2 separate regions of the Triticum aestivum genome follow, and region 1 is linked to region 2. The links are chromatin contacts, called in public HiCAR-type maps. All regions are on one chromosome and are shown on one strand. Each heading gives the region's core, a stretch centred on a gene start, on an enhancer-like site or on the middle of the called end of the contact. The rest is flanking DNA. Distances are from core to core; before and after follow the strand shown. Region 1 holds the start of LOC123145842 (protein DETOXIFICATION 19). Region 2 holds the start of LOC123145838 (protein CYPRO4).

What was found. HiCAR-type assays count read pairs that join an accessible place to other places.
Region 1: a contact with region 2 is called in a HiCAR-type map of leaf, with 8 times the contacts expected there. The contact joins the promoter of LOC123145842 here to the promoter of LOC123145838 in region 2. A contact is called at or near these places in 2 of 5 Hi-C or Micro-C datasets (leaf and an unstated tissue) and 1 of 1 datasets of contacts at active chromatin or transcription factors (leaf).

Annotation. Positions count from the first base shown.
Region 1 is chr6D:456,666,468-456,672,028 of IWGSC CS RefSeq v2.1, forward strand. LOC123145842 (protein DETOXIFICATION 19) reads left to right here and starts at 3,672. Exons shown (of 7, transcript XM_044565348.1): 1 at 3,672-4,040. The coding sequence starts at 3,759.
Region 2 is chr6D:456,159,377-456,164,618 of IWGSC CS RefSeq v2.1, forward strand. LOC123145838 (protein CYPRO4) reads left to right here and starts at 2,428. Exons shown (of 2, transcript XM_044565343.1): 1 at 2,428-4,202; 2 at 5,047-5,242. The coding sequence starts at 2,547.

The sequences.
Region 1 (5,561 bases), core at 2,422-4,921, 510 kb after region 2:
CATACATCAAGTAGATCACGTGAATATCCCATTGTCACCACAGATAAGCACATGCAAGACATACATCAAGTGTTCTCAAATCCTTAAAGACTCAATCCGATAAGATAACTTCAAAGGGAAAACTCAATCCATTACAAGAGAGTAGAGGGGGAGAAACATCATAAGATCCAACTATAATAGCAAAGCTCGCGATACATCAAGATCGTGCCGAATCAAGAACACGAGAGAGAGATCAAACACATAGATACTGGTACATACCCTCAGCCCCGAGGGTGAACAACTCCCTCCTCATCATGGAGAGCGCCGGGATGATGAAGATGGCCACCGGTGAGGGATCCCCCCTCCGGCAGGGTGCCAGAAAAGGGTCCGATTGGTATTTGGTGGCTACAGAGGCTTGCGGCGGCGGAACTCCCGATCTAGGTCATGTTCTGGAGGTTTCTGTATATATAAGAGGTTTTGGCGTCGAGAACAAGTCAGGGGGGTCTCCGGGCTGTCCACGAGGCAGGGGGCGCGCCCAGGGGGGTGGGCGCGCCTCCCACCCTCGTGGGCAGCCAGGGACTCTTCTGGCCCAACTCTTTTACTCCATGGCCTTCTTCTGGTCCAAAAATAAGCTCCGTCAAGTTTTAGGTCAATTGGACTCCGTTTGGTTTTCCTTTTCTGCGATACTCAAAAACAAGGAAAAAATAGAAACTGGCACTAGGCTCTAGGTTAATAGGTTAGTCCCAAAAATCATATAAAATAGAATATAAATGCATATAAAACATCCTAGAAGGATAATATAATAGCATGAATACTTCATAAATTATAGATACGTTGGAGACGTATCAAAGACGCTCCAAGCAAACCTCATGGCATGTGACGAATAAAAATATAGCTCCAAGTAAAATACCGATGGACGTTAGAATAAAAAGGGGATGCCTTCCGGGGCATCCCCAAGCTTAGTTGCTTGGGAGTCCTTGAATATTACCTTGGGGTGCCTTGGGCACCCCCAAGCTTAGGCACTTGCCACTTCTTATTCCTTCATCGATCGTGATCTCACCCAAAACTTGAAAAACTTCAAACACACAAAACTTAAAAAAACCTTTGTGAGATCCGTTAGTATAATAAAGCAAATCATCTTTAAGTATTGTTGCAAAACTATTCATATTTTGTTATTGCATTATACCTACTGTATTTTAAGTTTACCATGACCCCTTGATACAATCCATAGATTCATCAAAATAATCACACATGCAACGAAAACAGAATCTATCAAAAACAGAACAGTCTATAGCAATCTGAACATTAACCATACTTCTGTAACTCTAAAAATTCTAAAAAAAATTAGGACAACGTGGAAAATTTGTATATAAATTATGTGTAAGCAATTCAAAGAAAAATCACATTTCTATGGATTTACAAAATTCTAAAACTGGGCGCAAATGTTTCTATTTTTTAACAGAATCAAGTCAACTATCATTCAAACTATCCTAAAGGCTTTGCTTGGCACAACCACTAACTAAAACTTAAAAAGCACAATTATAAAAGTAGCATAATTGTGTGTTTATTAAAAAACTGAAAAATAAACAAGAAAATTAAGATAACTATTGGGTTGCCTCCCAACAAGCGCTATTGTTTTATACCGGGGATACATATTCGGGGAGACATATCGCGCAACAATAATTTATTGCATGCATTTCTTCCAATGAACACTCAGCAACAGAGTCCTACGTACCGGAGGTCCGAACTCTTGCAAAGCCCTCCTGATATGCTTCCGATCTATTGAAAAAAGGGCACGCGGATGTGTCTACGGTTAAATACGGGTCCTCGTTGGATGACATGCAAATGTTTGCGGCCGCGTCCAAACACTCGGTCCGAATGTTTGCGGACGTTGGCCCGCTCCCCCGCCCCTAGGGTTCCCCCGCCGCCGTTGTCGCCGGCTCCCCCGCGCGGAGCCGCCAGCCCCTTCCCCCTCCCCTTTCCCTTCTCCTCCCCCACCCCTCCACTCCCCCGTTCCCCCGGGCCGCCTCCCCGAGCGAGGCGGCCGGGGGCCCTTCCTCCGCGCTCCTCCAGCGTTCCCCCGCGGCCCTCCCTCCTCCCGCTGCCATCAGCGTGTGCCGCCGGTCCTCGGCCGCGTGGTGCTGGCGGCGGCGGGCATGTCCTTCCCCGCGCGCGGCCCTCCCCTGCTCGGGCGGTGATGGCCGGCGGCGGTGCGCCTCGGTCGGTGGTGGTCCGGCGTCCTCGTGCGGAGGCCGGCGGCGCTCGCCGTGGTGGTGCTGCCTCTTGGTGGCGGGGCAGTCCGGTGGTGCTGGCTAGCCGGTGGCCCGTCCCCGGCCCAGATCTGGGCCCGTAGGGTCCCTTCTGGGTCCTTGCGGGTCGGCTCCGGTGCGACCGCAACGCTCTCTGTATGGGGAGGTAGGGGAGCGGTTTGGACTGGGACGGCGACGCCGACGGCGTGCCAGCTGCTGCGCGAAGGCGGGAGCTGTCCGGGCCTTCGAGGGCCCGGTCGGGCCTGTGGGGCCACGGGCCCGGTAGGCTCCTGCTATGGCGTCCGGTCGGCTACCATCGTGGACGGTGGAGGTGGGGCCCTCCCGTATGCTGACGGTGCTGCTGCCCTAGTCCCGGCTCCTCTTCTTCGTTGTGCAGACCATCTTCGCGGTGCCGTGGTGAGACAGCGTGGGAAGCTTCGTGTCCGTGTTGGCGCAGGGTGGTGGTCGGTTTGGTGGCGAGCTCCGAAGTGCCTGAGGTAGAGGCTGGGATCGGGAGAAATCCCTGTTGGCTTGGCCGACACCGACGCGGTGGCGCCTGAGGGTGCCGCCGGACCTTCCTAGAGGGCGTCGGGGCTACCCTTCCTCTCTCCTCGCCGCGTACCGGGGGAAACCCCTGACAGCAGCGTCGTCATCGTCGCGTCCCTTCTTGGAGGTGTTGATTGGCACCGGCGCTTCGGAGTCTCGGAGCTTAGTGAGCGATCTCCGGTGGTCGCAGCGGTCACGAGCCTTCGTCGCCGCCGTTATCGGCATTTGTTTCTTTTCTTTTTTCTCTTTCTTTTTTTTGGGCGTGTTTGTGCTGCTTCCGCCCCAGCCCCTATCGTTGGTTGTATCGGATGGTTGCTTTGTAATACAAAGTGGGGGAAACCCTTTTTCTTAAAGTGTTTGCGGACGTTTTGAGGGTCCGCGTTGGAGATTTCCTTACCTTGCCAAGATTTCCAATTTATTAGAATTATACCATATGCATCCTCTTCCATTTAGTAAATTCATCGGTACATATCCGGCGAGACAGACATAGGGGCATGCCGCGCAACCATAATTTCTTGCATGCATTTCTCCCAATGAACACTCAGCGGGCACAAACAAAACGGATCCCAAAACGGTCTCCAATTGCAGAAGTCGTACGCCTCTTGCAATGAGTGTGCCAGCGACTGGATTAACAACCACATCATTCCTATTCTCAGCGAAATCCCTGATCTACATCTCAAGATCACCACTACCTCACACGTCGCGAAAAACGGGTCGAGTAGTGGTAGGAGCACACTCTCGCACGGTCCTAACACTGGAGCATTAAATGTTGATTACACCTAAGAAAAATCCAAAATTAATTAATGTGTAGGATCTGCACCACGCATGTCTCCACCACCACGCGTTCCACACGCCGCAGCCACTAGACACAAATACAGGGTGAAGGCGGCTTGCCCGCCAATCTCCACATCGCTATCCCGTTGATCGCCACAGGCACCAACCCACCTCTTCTCCCCTCTTCGTGCGGCGCGCGCGCGGGCCGGCATGACTTCGGCTCCTCTGCTGCTCGGTGGCTGCGAGCCCGCCGATGGCAAGGGCGGCGAAGGAGAGGCGAAGCCCTGCTCGCCGGCGTGGTTGCGCCGCCTGATCGACACGGAGGAGGCGTGGGCGCAGCTGCAGTTCGCGGTGCCGATGGTCCTCACCAACATGTCCTACTACGGCATCCCGCTGGTGTCCGTCATGTTCTCCGGCCACCTCGGCGACGTCCACCTCGCCGGCTCAACGCTCGGCAACTCCTGGGCCACCGTCACCGGCTACGCCTTCGTGGTACGTACTACTGCATGCTGCTAGTGCTACCACACGTCCACACACTCTTGATTCGTCCAAGTTCGATCATTAGATGGCGCATTAATCACACCGGCCCCTTCAGACGCTGTGTGATCGCGTATCATTCGCCTTGGCAGTGCGAGAGCGACGCGTTTGCCATATGCAAGTTACCTGAAAATACATATCGGTCAGCCGATTTCAAAACCTCCTAGGCGAGAACAGGGACGTCGCGATGGACAGCAGCGAGCGCGCGGGGTCAACCCGTGAATGACACGGAGTTGGAGATCGACGATGCGGCAGCGTGTGGAGTCCGAGGCTTAACCGTTGGGGCGGTGGGTGTGGTGGACTGCCGGCGCCAGAAAAGAAGGATGGTGGAGCGACGAGGGAGGGCGGCTTTGGTAGAGGGAAGGCCGGGGCGAAGCACCGTCGGCCGTTGGCAGGTGGCATGCAGCAGGCGATTTGGTGGGCGCTGCATCAGAGATCGGACCGGTGTGGAACGAGGGCTAGAAGAGGAAGATGACACGGAGCCGTTGGATGGATATCAGACGTCCACATGAAATCCACTACTCCCTCAGATTGAAGGGAGTAGCACTGAATTGTTCTTTAGGCGGAGAGGGAGAGAGAGAGAGAAGAGCGTAGTTAAACGTGGCACTAGAGCCCTAGTTGGAATGATCAGATAAGATATTACCAATGATGAGATAAGATATTACTAATATGAATTTAATGGAATACGTGCAGTACCATATCAGTAACCAGGTATAAGGATATTACTAGCTGGAGTACGTTGAGTACACCAGATATATGAATATACGCGTGAGAACACACATGTGATGCCGACCTTTTCTTTGTTTTCTTCCTGGAAGAGGAGGCGGTGTTCGCATGAACCGACACATGTCATTCTTGTTCTGGAAGCGCATGCCTGGAGAGCACGACCACGAGGCCGGGTCCTCCTCAGGATGCCGCCGCGTGACGACCTTTGCCTTGACCCCGCGGAATGCTGTGAACATTGTTTAAGAATTCACCCGATTAATCAGTTAATGTGTCAGTTAATCGCTATTCATGGCGTGGCCGAATCGAATAGCATCTACTCATTGCGTTAACTTGTCAGGCCGATTAATTGGCCAGTTAGACCGATTAATCAGTTGTCAGGTCGATTAATCTCTACTGGCCCATTAACGGGTGGGCAAACAAAACCCACATTTTTGTACCGTAACCCCCTTCCAACCCTGTCTAGCTTCTTAATAGCTAGGATTAATAATTTTACCTTCTCTATGATTTCCATATGTGTACGGCAACATGTTTTGGCATACTACATAGTTGGGAGCATGAGAGTATGATATAATATATAAAAAAATCAAGATATATATTGGCAAGTTCCTATTCAATCTACCGATTAATGGTCGATTGATTAATCCAGTTAATAAGCCGATTCATCGATTAGTCGCTACTCCTAAACCGATCGAGCAGCTACCCGTTAACGATTTCTTGAACATTAGCTGTGACGCCGGCGCTCGACCGCAT
Region 2 (5,242 bases), core at 1,178-3,677:
ATGAAACTTGTGTGTTGGATATGATTGTTATATGGATGCTTGTTGTATATATATATGTGTTTGATATCTCATATGTGAAATAGTGACCTGAGATTAAGAAAAAATGATTTTTTTAAAAAAAAATTGTTACTAATGGCGCACTTCTATGTGGTGCGCCATTAGTATACCATACTAATGGCGCACCACAGGTGCCCCATTAGAAAAAAAAGTCTAATGGCGTGGTGCTAGTGGCGCACCTGTAGTGCGCCATTAGTAGCGAAAACAGGTACGCCACTAGCAGCCCTTTTCCTAGTAGTGCCTAATGAAATTGAGGGAGAGTTAATTAGTTGGAAAGATTCTTAAAACTTGCATAAAACATACTTAGATGTACTCCCTCTGTAAACAAGTCTCTAAAATGTCCTAGTATACTAGTTTACATAGAAGGTAGTAGTATTATTGCTAAAACACAACACTCCAGTTTGTTCCCATAAATTTTGATGTATGGTGTTTCACTAATTTCGCTTCGCACTTTCGGAAATTCCGCCGTGCGATTTCCTGCATGCGCACGCTCGTCTCAATCTCTACCGATACGTGTGGGTACCATTTTTGAGCAACCTGATCTGTCTCTGCACAATGTACTGGTGCTTGCCGTCGAGTCTGATTGCCCGCAGGCAGCGCGCCCACGCATGGTGTGGCTGCCACGTATCGGACCATTGCTAGGCAACAGTCAATCTGAACTACTCAATCATCAACCAATTACACAAGTCAAACAAGTCATCATGTGCTTCCACATAGATTGGCCGCAACACAGTTTTTCCAAAACCAAGGTAATTAAAAACCTCGGTATTCCAATGTGTGGGCAATGAATACTTCGGTTTCTAAAAACCGCAGTTTTTCTCAGTTTAAGCAAAACTATAGAGATGTTTGGCAAGTGCAGTTTTTCTTAGTTTCTTGGTTTTGACCACTCGTTGCATGGATAATTCTAGATACAGCTAGCTGAACCAAATTGAGCTACAACAAAGGAGTTATACAACGACGTGATCAACTTGTGCTAATTAACGGCTGGTGCATGCGGCATGCCTATATAGCCTTGTCATGCACGCGAACATCCTCTAGATGCTAGGATATGTTGTTGAATAATCTTGTATCTCTGGCCACATGGAATCGATCAGCTAGCTAGCTTAGACTGCTGTGTATAACTTTGCTCATTATCAATCGATCTACTCCAGGGTCTAAGCCTTCGCTAAATCTTTTGTACGTGTACACGCACCATCCGATAGGACTGAACCTCTAGTACTATCTAATGTACAGGCTGCTTCTTGTTGCACTAGAACAATAGCCAACGATTGAAGACATCAGCGACAGAGTAGTCAAGCTTCCTAGGTGGTAATCTTAATTTTGTGGCTGCAGAAGAGATGGGTGAGGAGGACCGGAAGAAGATGGACTCGAGCAAGTGTTTCTCAGTTTAAAAAAAGAGGTTGAGACCTCTTTTTTAGATACAGCAAAAAAACCATGGTTTTAGATATACCACGGTTTGTAAAACTAAAATATTTATCGAAACCAAACACGTTAAAGTATTTAAAACCGGGGTTTCTCCAAAAACCATGGTATTCTCTTAAAACTTCAAAAATACTGAGTAGCCAAACGCAGCCTAAATTATCTTAACCATCAATTTTAGATATCAAGGGCTGACTTAAAAATGTCAATGCTAAGTACAAATATTGTTACATCACACAACTGAACATGCCACGTCGAAAACATATGTTGCAACCGTAAACAGAAGCGATGGACAAGAGAAGCAATCGGAGCAGTCTACATTTTGACATGAAAGATAAGTTAATTTACGAACCAACCTGTGGTTGGATCGTTAGGTGAACAGTGGTATCCTCAGCCAATCAGGATTTTAGTCCTGATTATCGCATTTATTCATGTATTTATTTCAGGATTTTCGGCGATGCACATTTGGTGGAAGGAGACGTACCCGTCGACTACGAGGTGTCTGTGTTGACTTCGTCAATCCTAAGATGATGTGTCTTCCGAGAGTGCTCATTGTGGTAGGGTCTGCGTGTGTGTTTATAGGGATGAGTGTATGCGTGTATGTATGAATGTCTCCGTTTGTATTGAGTTAAAAAAAACACTATGAATTATATACGGACCAAAATAAAAGTTAGAACATGTTATATTTGTGAACGAAGGGACTATCTAATTAATTTTGTACTTGATTGGATATGCAGCTCGTCGGCACGATCGACGGCTAAATCCGGCCCCATCACCCGTGGGCGAAGCAACCGATGACAGACAGGCGGATCGATCATTCATACGGCCGTGTACGTAGGCGGAGCGCGTCGCGTCAGTCCCACGTAGTCACCCACCGACCTCCCCTCCCCTCCTCCGCCACGTCTGACGCCACACGATCCCATCTGCTTATATAATCCCCCGCGGCCCACCGACCGACCTGATCGCTTTCCTCTCCCACACCCGCTCCATCCATCCTCCCTCCCGATCACCGCCGAATTCCCCTCGCTCGACTCGTCACTCAGCCAACCACCCACCCCCGCCGGCCGGCCATGGGCGCCGCCAACAGCCGCGAGGACCTCGACCTCACCTCCTCCTCCGGCGAGGAGGAGGACGCCGACGAGGAGTACGACCCCGGGTCCGGGTCCGCGTCCGGGCCGCGGAAGGACGACCCGCTCCGGGCCACCACCCCCGCCTCCATCGAGTTCCTCGACGCCAAGCTCCGGGCCCTCGACCTCAAGTACAAGCAGCCCGACAACGCCGCCCGCCTCTACCTCCACGTCGGCGGCGCCTCCGCCGACGCCCGCTGGGTCCCCGCCGAGCGCCGCGCCACCTACGCCTTCGTCGACAAGGCCGCCGCCGCCGCCGCGGAGGCGGACGACGACTACTACGACGACGACCGCGACCGCCGCGGCCGTCGCCACACCTCCTCCTCGTCCTCGGCCTCGCGGGGGCCCAGGTGGGTCCTCGAGGTGGGCCCGGGCCGGCGGGTGTCGGCGCCCGTGGGGCAGGAGCTGCAGCTCAAGGCGCTCCCGGGGCAGCGCCGGGCGGACTTCGCCGCGGCCGGCTCCGTGTGGGCGCTGCGGTTCCCCAACGACGCCGCCTTCCGCCGCTTCCGGGAGCAGTACGACCGGTGCCTCTTCGAGAACACGTACGGGGTGGAGGCCACGGACGAGGGCCGCCGGGAGGTCTTCGGCGCCGACTTCGCCGCCTGGGCGCGCCCCGCCGAGGCCGACGACGCCGTCTGGGCCGACGCGGAGGACGACCTCGCCCCTCCCCCCGCCGCCAGGGACCTGCTCGAGGAGTTCGAGGAGGAGGCCGGGGACGGCAGCGGCATCCAGAGCCTCGCGCTCGGCGCGCTCGACAACAGCTTCCTGGTCGGCGGCGCCGGGATTCAGGTCGTCAAGAACTTCCGGCACGGCGTGCACGGCAAGGGCGTGTCGGTCAGGATCTCGGGCGGCCGCGCTGGCAGTACCACCACCGGCAGCACCTACTCGACGCCCAAGAAGGCCCTGCTGATGCGCGGCGAGACCAACATGCTGCTGATGAGCCCCGGGGACACCGGCGCGCCCCATTCCAACGGCGTCCACCATGTGGACATCGAGACCGGCAAGGTCGTCACCGAGTGGCGGTTCGAGAAGGACGGCACCGACATCACGATGCGGGACATCGCCAACGACAGCAAGAGCGCGCAGCTCGAGCCCTCCGGTTCAACCTTCCTGGGGCTGGACGACAACCGGCTGTGCAGGTGGGACATGCGCGACGCGAGGGGCAGGGTGCAGACCATCGGCAACTCCTCCGACTCGCCGGTGCTGCACTGGTCGCAGGGCCACCAGTTCTCGCGGGGCACCAACTTCCAGTGCTTCGCGAGCACCGGGGACGGTTCGATTGTTGTTGGCTCCGTCGATGGCAAGATCAGGCTCTACTCCAAGAGCTCGATGCGGATGGCCAAGACGGTGTTCCCAGGCCTTGGGTCACCGATCACGCATGTGGATGTTACTTACGATGGGAAGTGGATCCTGGGCACCACGGACACATACTTGGTTTTGATCTGCACCATCTTCAAGGACAAGGATGGGAAGGAGAAGACCGGGTTCAGTGGGCGTATGGGAAGCAGGATCGCGGCGCCCAGGTTGCTGAAGCTCAGTCCGCTTGATTCAATCTTGGCTGGGAATGACAACAAATTCCATGGTGGACAATTTTCATGGGTAAGTCTCATTTTCTTCCTTATTCAGGCACATAACCATTTACTGTTCCTACTGCTGCTACTTGCTAATGTACTTTTGGGTCTTAATCAAATTTTGTCTCGAATGTGCAAGATTAGCTAGCTGTTCATCTAGACTTATGTAGTCCTGGTTATATGTGAATTCAGTTTAATCAAATTTCGCTATCCATAATGGCAGTTCGCTAACTTACTAACTTGTCATAGCTCTAATGGGAAATCTGTACTGATTAAATACCAGTTTACAGGAAAATTCAACACGCCATCTATTATTACCTATGAATATGCGGTACTAATTAGCGTATCCATCCGGACATGGTAGTGTGATGACTTGTAGGGTAATCAGTAGCCAGACAGTTTTGTGATACTCTCAGTTTAGACCGCATTACTTTTGGTACTAATGAGTAGAACAAGTTCAGTTCATAGTACAAATGTCAATTCAGAACCAACACCAATTGAACCATTTCTGATATCTCCTCTGTTCGTACATGAAACAAACTTGTGACTTCAACGCCACTACCAATGTTAGTATAAAATTTGTCCATGCTTTCTGTGGTTCCATGTCTCCATGGCTTATATAAACATGTTTCTTCAATTGGAAACAGGGTATAATGTTTGGGAAATAACAATCTCTGCAGTATACACATTCGTGTTCTTCCTAAATGATACCTGAATGCAATAGTCTGTTTCTCATGCCATTGGTTGTTTCAGATGTTACATCTCTGCTATCTTCATTTGTATGCAAATGGCTTGTTACAGCTTTCTTAATTCTTCATTATTGAAAAGCATATCCCCTGATCCGTGTTCCTCTGCTGTGATTTTGCCCCCAGGTAACGGAGAACGGGAAGCAAGAAAAGCATCTCGTCGCGACAGTCGGCAAGTTCAGCCTCATATGGAACTTCCAAAAAGTGAAGGACAGCAACCATCACTGCTACCGCGACCAGGAGGGCCTCAAGAGCTGCTACTGCTACAAGGTCGTCCTCAAGGAAGAGTCCATCGTCGACAGCCGGTTCATGCACGAGAACT